Linked DNA regions of Sus scrofa: region 2 is linked to region 1. The links are chromatin contacts, called in public Hi-C maps. All regions are on one chromosome and are shown on one strand. Each heading gives the region's core, a stretch centred on a gene start, on an enhancer-like site or on the middle of the called end of the contact. The rest is flanking DNA. Distances are from core to core; before and after follow the strand shown.

Evidence for each region. Hi-C and Micro-C count contacts between places; a contact is called where the count stands out from the background.
Region 2: a contact with region 1 is called in a Hi-C map of liver, with 3 times the contacts expected there. The contact joins the promoter of CHPF here to the promoter of GMPPA in region 1. A contact is called at or near these places in 2 of 5 promoter capture datasets (fetal liver and liver), 6 of 47 Hi-C or Micro-C datasets (fetal liver, heart right ventricle, liver and 2 more) and 1 of 2 datasets of contacts at active chromatin or transcription factors (skeletal muscle).

What each region holds. Positions count from the first base shown.
Region 1 is chr15:121,504,457-121,509,436 of Sscrofa11.1, forward strand. GMPPA (GDP-mannose pyrophosphorylase A) reads left to right here and starts at 3,104. Exons shown (of 14, transcript NM_001244657.1): 1 at 3,104-3,160; 2 at 4,019-4,073; 3 at 4,179-4,276. The coding sequence starts at 4,034. LOC102159110 (CAVP-target protein) reads left to right here and starts at 374. Exons shown (of 6, transcript XM_005672245.3): 1 at 374-526; 2 at 1,154-1,173; 3 at 1,176-1,460; 4 at 1,925-2,066; 5 at 2,268-2,347; 6 at 2,350-2,405. The coding sequence starts at 399. The coding sequence ends at 2,405.
Region 2 is chr15:121,551,424-121,556,403 of Sscrofa11.1, forward strand. It overlaps CHPF (chondroitin sulfate synthase 2), which reads right to left and starts at 2,167. Exons shown (of 4, transcript XM_003359649.4): 1 at 1,455-2,167. The coding sequence starts at 1,768. It overlaps TMEM198 (transmembrane protein 198), which reads left to right and starts at 2,263. Exons shown (of 5, transcript XM_021076309.1): 1 at 2,263-2,609; 2 at 2,923-3,126. The coding sequence starts at 2,961.

The sequences.
Region 1 (4,980 bases), core at 1,854-4,353:
AGAAGTGGCTTGGATCCCGCGTTGCTGTGGCTCTGGCGTAGGCCAGTGGCTACAGCTCCGACTGGCCCCCTAGCCTGGGAACATCCATATGCTGCAGGATCGGCCCAAAGAAATAGCAAAAAGACAAAAAAAACCCAAAAAAACAAAAAAACAAAAAACCTGGGCCCAGGGCTGAGCACCTGCCCGTGCCCCTGCTGTGCCATCTGGAAGGGCTCCGTGCCTCTTGCTACCCAGCCAGTTGGATCCAAGTTCCGAAGTCGACCCCTCATAGTGAGTCTACATCCTCAAATCAGCCGTGGACACTCCCACTTCAGGGAATGTTCTGATTCCGAAGGGGAAAGGCTGAAGGTCAGAGTCTCTGTGTCAGCCCAAACTCCTGGTTGTGTTCTGCTCCTCAGATGTCCAAAGCAGCTCCCGCCAAAAAACCGGCGGCTGCAACCGCACCTCAGGGATGTACCCTAGATATCAACGACCCCCAGGTCCAGAAAGCCGCCATTCGCATCCAGGCCTCTTACCGGGGCCACAGGTGAGGGGGACCCCTGGGGAACCTTCGGGGGGGGGGGGAAGACAGCTGGAGCGCAGAACGCGCATTCCTGCATTTGGGGGCTGGGGGTAGGCAGAACACAGTGTCCCGGACCACTGGGGTCACTGGACTTAAGGGAGAGCTGTTACTGAAGTGTGGAAAAGCGGCCGACAGACACAGAGTAGATCTTTTTTTTTTTTTTTTTTTTTTTTTTTGTCTTTTTGCCATTTCTTGGGCCGCTCCCGCGGCATATGGAGGTTCCCAGGCTAGGGGTCCAATCAGAGCTGTAGCCACTAGCCTATGTCAGAGCCACAGCAACGCGGGATCCGAGCCGCGTCTGCAACCTACACCACAGCTCACGGCAACGCCAGATCCTTAACCCTGAGTAAGGGCAGGGATCGAACCCGCAACCTCATGGTTCCTAGTCGGATTCGTTAACCACTGCGCCATGTCGGGAACTCCCAGTAGATCGTTTTTATCAGGGTAACAATTCAGGGGTCGCTGACTTCCTTACACACCCTTCCCTGTTTAAAGAGGTCTAGTGGGCCGAGGGGGCGGGCTGGGGAGGATGACGGATGGACAAGGCTGCGGGCGGCCAGAACCGTGTCAGAGAGCTGGGCCCGCGGATAGGTCCCGGAAGGAGCTGCGCGAGAAGGGCCGCCGCGAGTGCTGGAGCCCCTGAAGGATGTGGTGCTGATCGAGGGCAGCGCGGCCAAGCTGATTTGCCGTATTTCCGCTTTCCCGGACCCATTCATCCGCTGGAGCAAGGACGGCAAGGAGCTGCGCGACGGGCCCAAGTATCGCTACGTCTTCGAAGACCCTGACGTAGTCGCACTGGTGGTGCGCGATGGCGAGCTGGCAGACCTGGGCCAGTATAGCATCAACATAACCAACCCCTTCGGCCAGTGCTCCGACTCAGCGCGCATCCTCGTGGAAGGTAGGCGCGCTCTGGGTCCAGCGCCACTGTGCAGAGCTGCACGACCTAGCGGGCGCCCACAGCCGGGTCCAGCCAGGGTTTGAGCTCTGGTCTTTTGGCTCCCAGCCCAGGGCAATTTCCAAGGCACCACGAAATGTGTGAACATTCCAGGACTTTGACCTGCAGTATCTCGCTCTCTCTCTCTTTTTTAATATTTATATAATTATTTTTTTAATTTATTATAGTTGATTTACAATGTCCTGTCAATTTCTGCTGTATGTAGTATCTCTTTGGAGCCTTCATTCACTTCTGAGAGGGGCAGGATTAGTCCTGTTTGACAACTGAGGCGATGAAGCCCCAGAGAAGCTAAAGACTAGCCCAACGTCACACAGCGAGCTTAAATCCATCTCGTATTTAGAGCAGGGTAACAACCCGCCTCACCTCTAGGTCCCTCACTGGGGGGAGTTCCCTTTTCCTTCCTCTAGTCCCGGCGAAGATTAAGAAGGGGCCGGATAACACCAAGGCGCGCAAAGGCACCACGGTAACGCTGACAGCGGAGATCCTGGGCGAACCTGCGCCGGACGTGGGCTGGGCCAAGGAAGGCGTAGACTTCGATGAGGATGACAGGCGAGGCGGGGAGACTTGCCTCAAGGACAGCGCCTGGAGCGGGAGCTTGGGCGGGAGTTTGGGCGGGACCGGGCCCAGAAAATTGGCGGCAATGGGATGGGGGCGGGGCACTGGGAGGCAAAGAACAGAGCTGGTTAATTAGCCCGGCCTGGGAGCCTGTAAACTGACTCAAGGCCCTGCCCACCCTCTCTTCTCGCCCAGAGTGTTCTTCAAGATCGGCAGTACCACCACCACGCTGACCATCCGTCGGGCCACGCCAGAGGACAGCGGCAAGTACGAGGTGTAGTGGAGAACAGCCTGGGCATGGACCAGAGCTTTGCTCGCGTAGACGTGGCCTGAAAGGGACCCTCAGACCCTTCGCCCTGGCTCCAAGGCCCGGGGTGGGTGGAACCGACAATCCTCCTTCATCTTGCTTAATAAAGCTGCACTCCCTGAACCTCCGCGTCTGTTCTGTTCTTTCGAGACTCCATTGCCCCTGCCCTCGCACACACTCTTATTCCAAACCAACAAACCACGGTCACAGCATGTTGGGGTCAGAATATTTGGAGAGGGTCTCGTCCAGCGCTTCATTTTGCAGACAGTAAATCTGAGATAAGATTTCTCTCATGGCCAAAAGTTGGTTCACTTCACAAACGCACTGGCAGAGAAGTCCATGACTTCGCCTTCCCTTCTTTGTATACCTCAAGCCCCACCCTTTCCTGGGGGGGTAGGCACTCTGGCCCCTCCCATTTCAAGGGTGGACACACCCACTCAGGTCTCCAGACTTGCTCTGCCCTGTAACTTGGCTCTCGGTTTTGGCTGCTATCCCTGGGCCCTTTCCCAGACAGCTCAGGTCCTCTTCTTCCTAAATTCCAACCACTGCTTCTCAGGCCCCACCTTGCTTCACTATTAAACCCGGCCCCTCAATCCCTTGGCCACGCCCCCGTGATCTCCCTTAAGTCCCACCTCCTATCGCTCGGTTGGAAAGCGAGGAACTATTAGGAACTACAATTCCCAGAAGACTTCGCGAAGGAGTTCTCGCGAGTTGCGAGAAGACACGTGCGCGGAAGGAGCAAGCAGCAGCGGGCCACAAATCTGGCAAAAGAGAGCTAGTGGTAAAGGGAGCTGGTGAAGGGGTGGTGTAAGGGGTAGAGGGCCGGGCACGGCCGGTTGACAGAGCGACTCTGATCGCTCTCCGCACTTCCGCTCTGCTGGGTCCCACAACTCCTCGCTACGCGAGGCTAGGGCGTTTGTTAGACAGAGTCAGTTGTGGGGTTCAGAGGGTCAGCAGTCAGTCCAGAGATTCAGTACTTGTCACTTTCGGTACTCAGGGAGTTGGTAGGTTCAGTGTTTGGGATGCCAAAGAAATCCGTCTTTTGATTCAGAGTTCATCATCTAAAGGTTAGTTTTAGGTTTCAGGGATTTTTGCTGGGATTTGGGATGCATCAGATGTGGATCAGCGTTAGTTCAGTACTTAGGATTCATTCTTAGGGTTGTAGTTAAATATTTGGAACTCACTTAGGATATGAGGTTCAGTATTCATGGTTCACAATTGGGGTTCAGGGCTTAACATCTAGAAGGAGGATGCAGTAATGGGGACTCTGTGGGTTTGGGTTTACAGGGTGGTGTTTTTTGAGATTTGGATCTGAGAAGGCATATCTTGCTGAGTTTCTGAGGTTGCTGAATTTGTGACCAGAGGGAAGTCTGTTAGGGGCCAAATGGGGTGTGAATTTCAGAATTTGGTGGGATCACTGTGGGATTTGAAGGCCAGCTGGAATCTGGGTGGGATTTGAGATTTGTGGGACTTATGAGTTGATGTGTCCAGGGCAGGGCTGTACAGGAACTTCGGATTTACAACCTTGGAGAGGACTAAAGGTTGCCGTTTAGGGTTTGGGGTTTGGTTGGGGTGTGAGTCTGGTTCCTGGATTGGGGTGTGAGATCTGAGCCTGACTTTGTTGGGATTTGAGGTTTAGGTAGCAATCGACATCATGCTGAAAGCTGTGATCCTGATTGGAGGCCCCCAAAAGGGTGAGGAGCCAGGGGAATGGGGGAAGGAGGTTGGGCTGGAGTGGTTGATGGGGTGGGGGCAGAGGGAGAAAGGAAGCTGAAATTTGCTTCTTTCTTCTCTCCCAGGGACTCGCTTCAGGCCCCTGTCTTTTGAGGTGCCCAAACCCCTGTTTCCTGTGGCGGGGGTCCCTATGATTCAGCACCACATTGAGGCTTGTGCCCAGGTAATGCCAGAGGCTTCCCTCTCCCACCTCCCTTCCTGCTCATCTTCATGCCATATAGTCCCCTTTCCCAGCTGTAACCTTCCCATGAGGCATAACTTCAGGGACCGCCATTTAACAAATGACAGTGTGAATGGCGCCCCCAGGAGTTGTGCAGTGCAACTGCCCTGCTGTCTCCCCCTAACCTGGTCTCTCTTCTGGCCGTGTGCTTAGATTTCACTCCTGTTTTTAAAGCATGGACTGTGAGATCAGGCAGGAACTTAAGAGACAGATTAACACTGTAGCTTAAAGCACAGAACTCATACCCTCGCTCACCGTGGAGCTAATTTCTTTGTCACTTTTGGTATTGGGACAGGCAAGGTTTCATTTGAATCCAGTTCTCTGCCTGCTCTAAAGACTTGAGCTAATTTCCCACCCTTTTTGAGTCTTAGTTTTCCTTATTTGATGATGGGACTTCCCGTTGTGGCTCAGTGGTAACGAACCCGACTAGCACCCATGAGGACGCAGGTTCAATCCCTGGCCTCGCTCAGTGGGTTAAAGGATCCAGCATTGCCGTGAGCTGTGGTGTAGATCGCAGACGCGGCTTGGATCCCACATTGCTGTGGCTCTGGTGAAGGCTGGCAACTGCATCTCCGATTCAACCCCTAGCCTGGGAACTTCCATATGCCGCAGCTGTGGCCCTAAAAAGCAAAAAAAATAAAATAAAA
Region 2 (4,980 bases), core at 917-3,416, 46 kb after region 1:
TGACCTTTGGTGTAGTTTGCAGAGTCGGCTTCGATCTGATGTGGCTGTGGTGTAGGCTGGTGGCTACAGCTCTGATTCAACCCCTAGCCTGTGAACTTCAATATGCCGTGGGTGCGGCCTCAAAAAGCAAAAAAACAAAAACAAAAACAAAAAAAACCCAAAACAAAAAAGTTAACAGGGCTGGCAAAAGGCAGCATACATAGGCTCTGGAAGGTCACATCCTCTCTGGGTCTGTTTCCCTCACCTATCAGAGGATAAGAATAACAGCTCTCTCCCCGGGGACATGAGGATTTAAGTGAAATACTGGTCTTACCTACACACTGCTTTTGGGAGATGGCACTATCCAGGCAGAGATGAGAGATACACTGTGCGTCTGATTCCCTGTTTCATTACTTAATAGTTTGGTCCTTGAGCAAGTTACTAAACCCATCTGAGCCTTAGCTAGCCTCATCTGTAAACAGGGCTGATTGTTTCTTTAAAGCACTAAGCCAAATGCTTGGCATATAGGTATTCCACACATCATCATGTATATTCTATTCTTTCTTTCTCTCTCCCTGTCTCTCTCTCTCTCTTTCTCTTTGCTTTTTAGGGGCACATCTGCAGCATATTGAAGTTCCCAGGCTAGGGATCCAATTGGAGCTACAGCTGCCGGCCTATGCCACAGCCACAGCACAGCCACGTGGGATCAGAGCCTCGTCTGAGACCTATACCACAGCTCACAGCAATGCTGGATTCCCAACCCACTGAGCAAGGCCAGAGATCGAACCCGCATCCTCACGGATACCAGTTAGATTCGTTTCTGCTGCACCACAACGGGAAGTCGATGGATATACTTATTTCTAAATATATGGCATTATACCACAAATATGTCACACAAATGATGTAAAGGAATGAATAGCATAGACATGTAGTGAATGTGTTTGGGGAGCTCAGGGGTTCCAGGATCTTACCTTCCACAACACAGAAGGTAAGTTGCAGAACTGGAAATTGAACTCAGTGTTACTTAGGAGAAATTAGTTCAACTCACAGGCAGAGGCATTAATGGGATGGGTATATCACCCTTCCCCCAGGAACCTCAATACCTCCCCATCCAGGTCTCCACACAGGAATAAGAGAGGTAAATCCTAGTTCTCTCTTTTCTCTTTCCCTCTCTCTATACCAGTCTACACCCATCACCGAGCCAGGGAACTGAGGATCTCTGGGGGCCCGTGGTGTCAAGCAGGTTTAGGACAGAGGTGGGCAAGTTCTGCCCAGGCCTGGATGAGGCCCAGGGAGGCCTCAGATGGGCTCCACACCTCCCCGAGAAGCAGGGCTATCGGAAATTATCAGGGCCCAAAGACTTCCTGGCTAGCCAGCCCCTTCCTTCCGGAGCCTGACCCAGCCCCTGTCGGCCTCCACGGCGCGCCTGTCCAGGCCGGTTCACAGGGGGTGGGGCTGGCGAGTCTGATCCCTACCTGACGGCCTTTTTGGCGGCCTGGCCAGGCTGTGCGGGGTGATAGGGCAATACGCGCGGCTCCCAGTTCTCCACGGCTCCTGCGCCGGCCCCGGGCTTCTCGCGCTCTGCTCCAGGTTGCACCGAGTTGGGCCGGCGTGCCGCGTTTGTGTTGCCGCGCGGCGGCAGCTCAGAATCTCCGGGTTGGGGCGGGCCTGGGCCGCACGGCTCCTCCACCCAGGTGACGCTGAGCAGGCTCAGAGTGAAGCCCAGGGAGATGCCCACGGCCACTGGCCCTGCGGGCCGCAGCACCGACAACAGCAGCGATGCCCGCATGGCGCCAGGACCGCGGGCCCCGGGCCTCGGAGCAGCCCCAGAGCAGCTAGAGGAGGCTCCGAGGGGGCGGGACTGGGGAGGGGGCGGATCCAGAGGGCCCAGGGCAAGCAGGCGGGCCCCCCCACTCCGCGCCGAGCAGAGCCCGCGGTGCCAGTCGAATCCCCAGCGCTGCGTTCTGATCCCCTTCCAGCCGCAGCTCGGTACCGCTCACCGTCCCGGCGCTGGGCTCGGGAGCCTTAGCGGGGGCCGTCGCTGTCCGACGTGTCACTGGGAGGGCCCCGCCCCCGGGGTGTGGTCTCGGGCTCCAGCTACCGGAGAGGGAGGAAAAGGGGGAGGTTAAAGGGGAAGGACCCCCGGAAGTGCCCCCTCCTCAGTGCGGGAGAGGCAGACGCCGGGGGCGGAGTCGCCTAACCTCCTCTCGGCGTGGTTGGTGCGTCTCGGGTGACGTCAGAAGCAGCCCGCCCCTGCCTGGATGGTGCGCCCTGAGTGACGTCAGGAGCAGAGGCCGGAGCTGTCCATCAGCACCACAGGCCGCGGGCGGGCTCAGGGCATGGGGCCGCGGCTCTGGGGCAGCCCAAGCCCCTGCTCCCGCTCCTTTCCCTTTCCCAGGCCCAGCCCGAGTCCCCGAACGCCGCGGACCTGGAGTGCTAGCCGGTTTTGGAGGCGGAGCGGCGACGCTGCCGCGCAGGGACCGGTCCCTCCGGCCCAGCGGCCCCCTTCCCCTCACGGCGGACTTTTACCGGACCCAAGTCGGCTGGAGCCCCTGGCACCCTGCAACCCCGGACACGCCGGCTTCTGCACAGCCTCTTTCGCTCTGAAGCTCAGGTCGCCTCCGGCCCAGGTAGATCTTGGACAATCCCAGATTTAGCCGCCCACAGACCAGTCTTCTAGCCGCCTGCTTCTCACTGGCAGCACACTGACCTCATCTCCCCACAACCCAGTTACCCTTTTAACTTCATCCCAGCTCCCTCTAGCCGGGCACTTTTGTTTCCCTTTGTCTTTTGCCCCTTACTTCAGGGATGCTTCCAGAGCTGTGTGATGTGAGCACCACTCCTTTGTCCACTGTGTCCTTGCCTAGTTCTCCCACTCCCATTCTCACTCCATCGTGGTAGAGACCCAGGACTCCTCTTTGACCCCAACTTCCTCTCTGTCAGGCTGACCTGGGAGGGTGACTCCCTCTGTTCCCAGCACTATGCCAGGCACTGCGGCGACACTGCGGTTCCAGCTGCTGCCCCCCGAGCCAGATGATGCCTTCTGGGGTGCACCCTGTGAACAGCCCCTGGAACGCAGGTACCAGGCACTGCCGGCCCTCGTCTGCATCATGTGCTGTCTGTTTGGAGTCGTCTACTGCTTCTTCGGTGAGACCTCATCTCATCCCTCACTGGGGCTTCCCCACTGTTTCCCTAAGTTATTTTTCTGAGGCACCCTCAGCCTTCTTTAGAACTTTACCACCACCATAATAATTATCTTTCTTTTCTCTCTCTCTCTTTTTCCATCCCACAAATGTTTGTAGATAACTTAGACTCTAGATCCTAGAGAACACAGGTTTTTGAGTTAGGCATGCTTGAATTTGAACCTGGCTCTGCACCTTACTAATTGTGATGCCTTGGGCTCATTAACTGCTAAGGTCCAGTTTTCTCATCTGAACAGTGGGAAGAATGATACTTGTCTCACACAGGGTTGTTGCAAGAATTAGTAAGCACTGAATACATAATAGCTCTTGTGATGAAGATATGTTTGGGTTACTATGCTAGGTAGGCACTGAAAACATTTAGCAGGGTAAGTAAACATGGTCTCTTATCACCGAGCATATTGTCTGATGGGGGAAAGTCTTCTGAGCCATTTATGCCTGTGATACCTATTAGAGAGGAGCTAAATATTAGTCATACACATGGAAATGTGTGTCCAAAGCAGGTTCCAGTAATCAGGGCTGCTGCAAATAGTTGTCCAGGATGGATACTGCACAAGGGAGTTCAGCTGGATAGGCAAGTAGGGGCTGAAATCTAGCCCATGCTCCACTTACAGAACTCTAGACCTTGGCACAAGTCTGCTTTGCCTAGAGGAACTCAGTTTTTCCTAAATTGCACAAAAATGCCAAATGGTCTAGTGGACTAAATGCCCAGTGACTCCCCAGCAAGAAGATGTAGAAATTCAGAGAGTAGAGTTGGTCTTTTGGACTGGGCATCCAAGGAAAGCCTCCAGGTAGAGCATTATAGGTGGCTGGATGAAGTGCAAAGGAAGCTTGAAGTTCTGAGTTCCAGGTTGGGTAGAGATGGGGTGGGATATGTGGGGGGGACTTGTGCTGTGCAGACTTTATGCCTCCCCCTAGAATGGCTGCGTAGTAGGCAGGGATAGGAGCCAGATGGTCCCTCCTCTTCCACCCCCAACCTCTGGTCTGAACAACTGAAGAGTGGGCAGGAGGAAGAGCCCCTCTAAGGGTTCAGGACACATTGTAGATCTCCAAGGAGTCTGTGTCACCTCACCCCCTCCACTATTCATACCCGCTCCCTCTACAGTTGCTCAGTGCAGCTTGACATTCCCTCTCCTGGCTTCCTTGCCACCTTACGCTCTTGGAGGCTCCCACTCTCCCACTCTTGGATTCTCTGAGCCCTCGTGCATGCCCTACTCTTTCCGGCCCCCGAACCTCCCAGACTCTAATGCTTCCCCTCATTGCCAGAACTAACTCTCCTCTTTAAGACTTTTCTCTTTGGCTTTCCCTGACCCCTTACCCCCCCATCTCTGACTTCCATCTTCCCAGCTGTTCAAGCTCTACAAGTCCCTCACACTTCCAGGTACCCTTAATGGGCCTAATGGCCCTATAACCTCCATTTTTCTGAAACTCCACAACCACTATTTCCTCAACAATCCTCTTTGACTCCCTGTGGCCCCTTGTATGTCCTAAAGACCCCTAATCACCCCAGCTATCTCATTACCTTCCATCCCTCTATTATTCCTAACATAGGGGGGATAGCCCCTATGACCCTATCATCAGATTGCTCCCCACATGATCTCAATGATTCCATTCCTCTGGCTTCAATATTACCTCTCTCAGACACCCTTTAATACTCTCAATGATTCCATATCTGTCAATCCCCTTGACCTGAAAGGACCTCATCTTGTGGACCCGTTTCTCTGTTCCCTTTGTAACCTTCTATTGAAGTCATATCTCTGAAGCCCTGTGACCCCTCAAAGACCTCATCTTTCCGACCTGT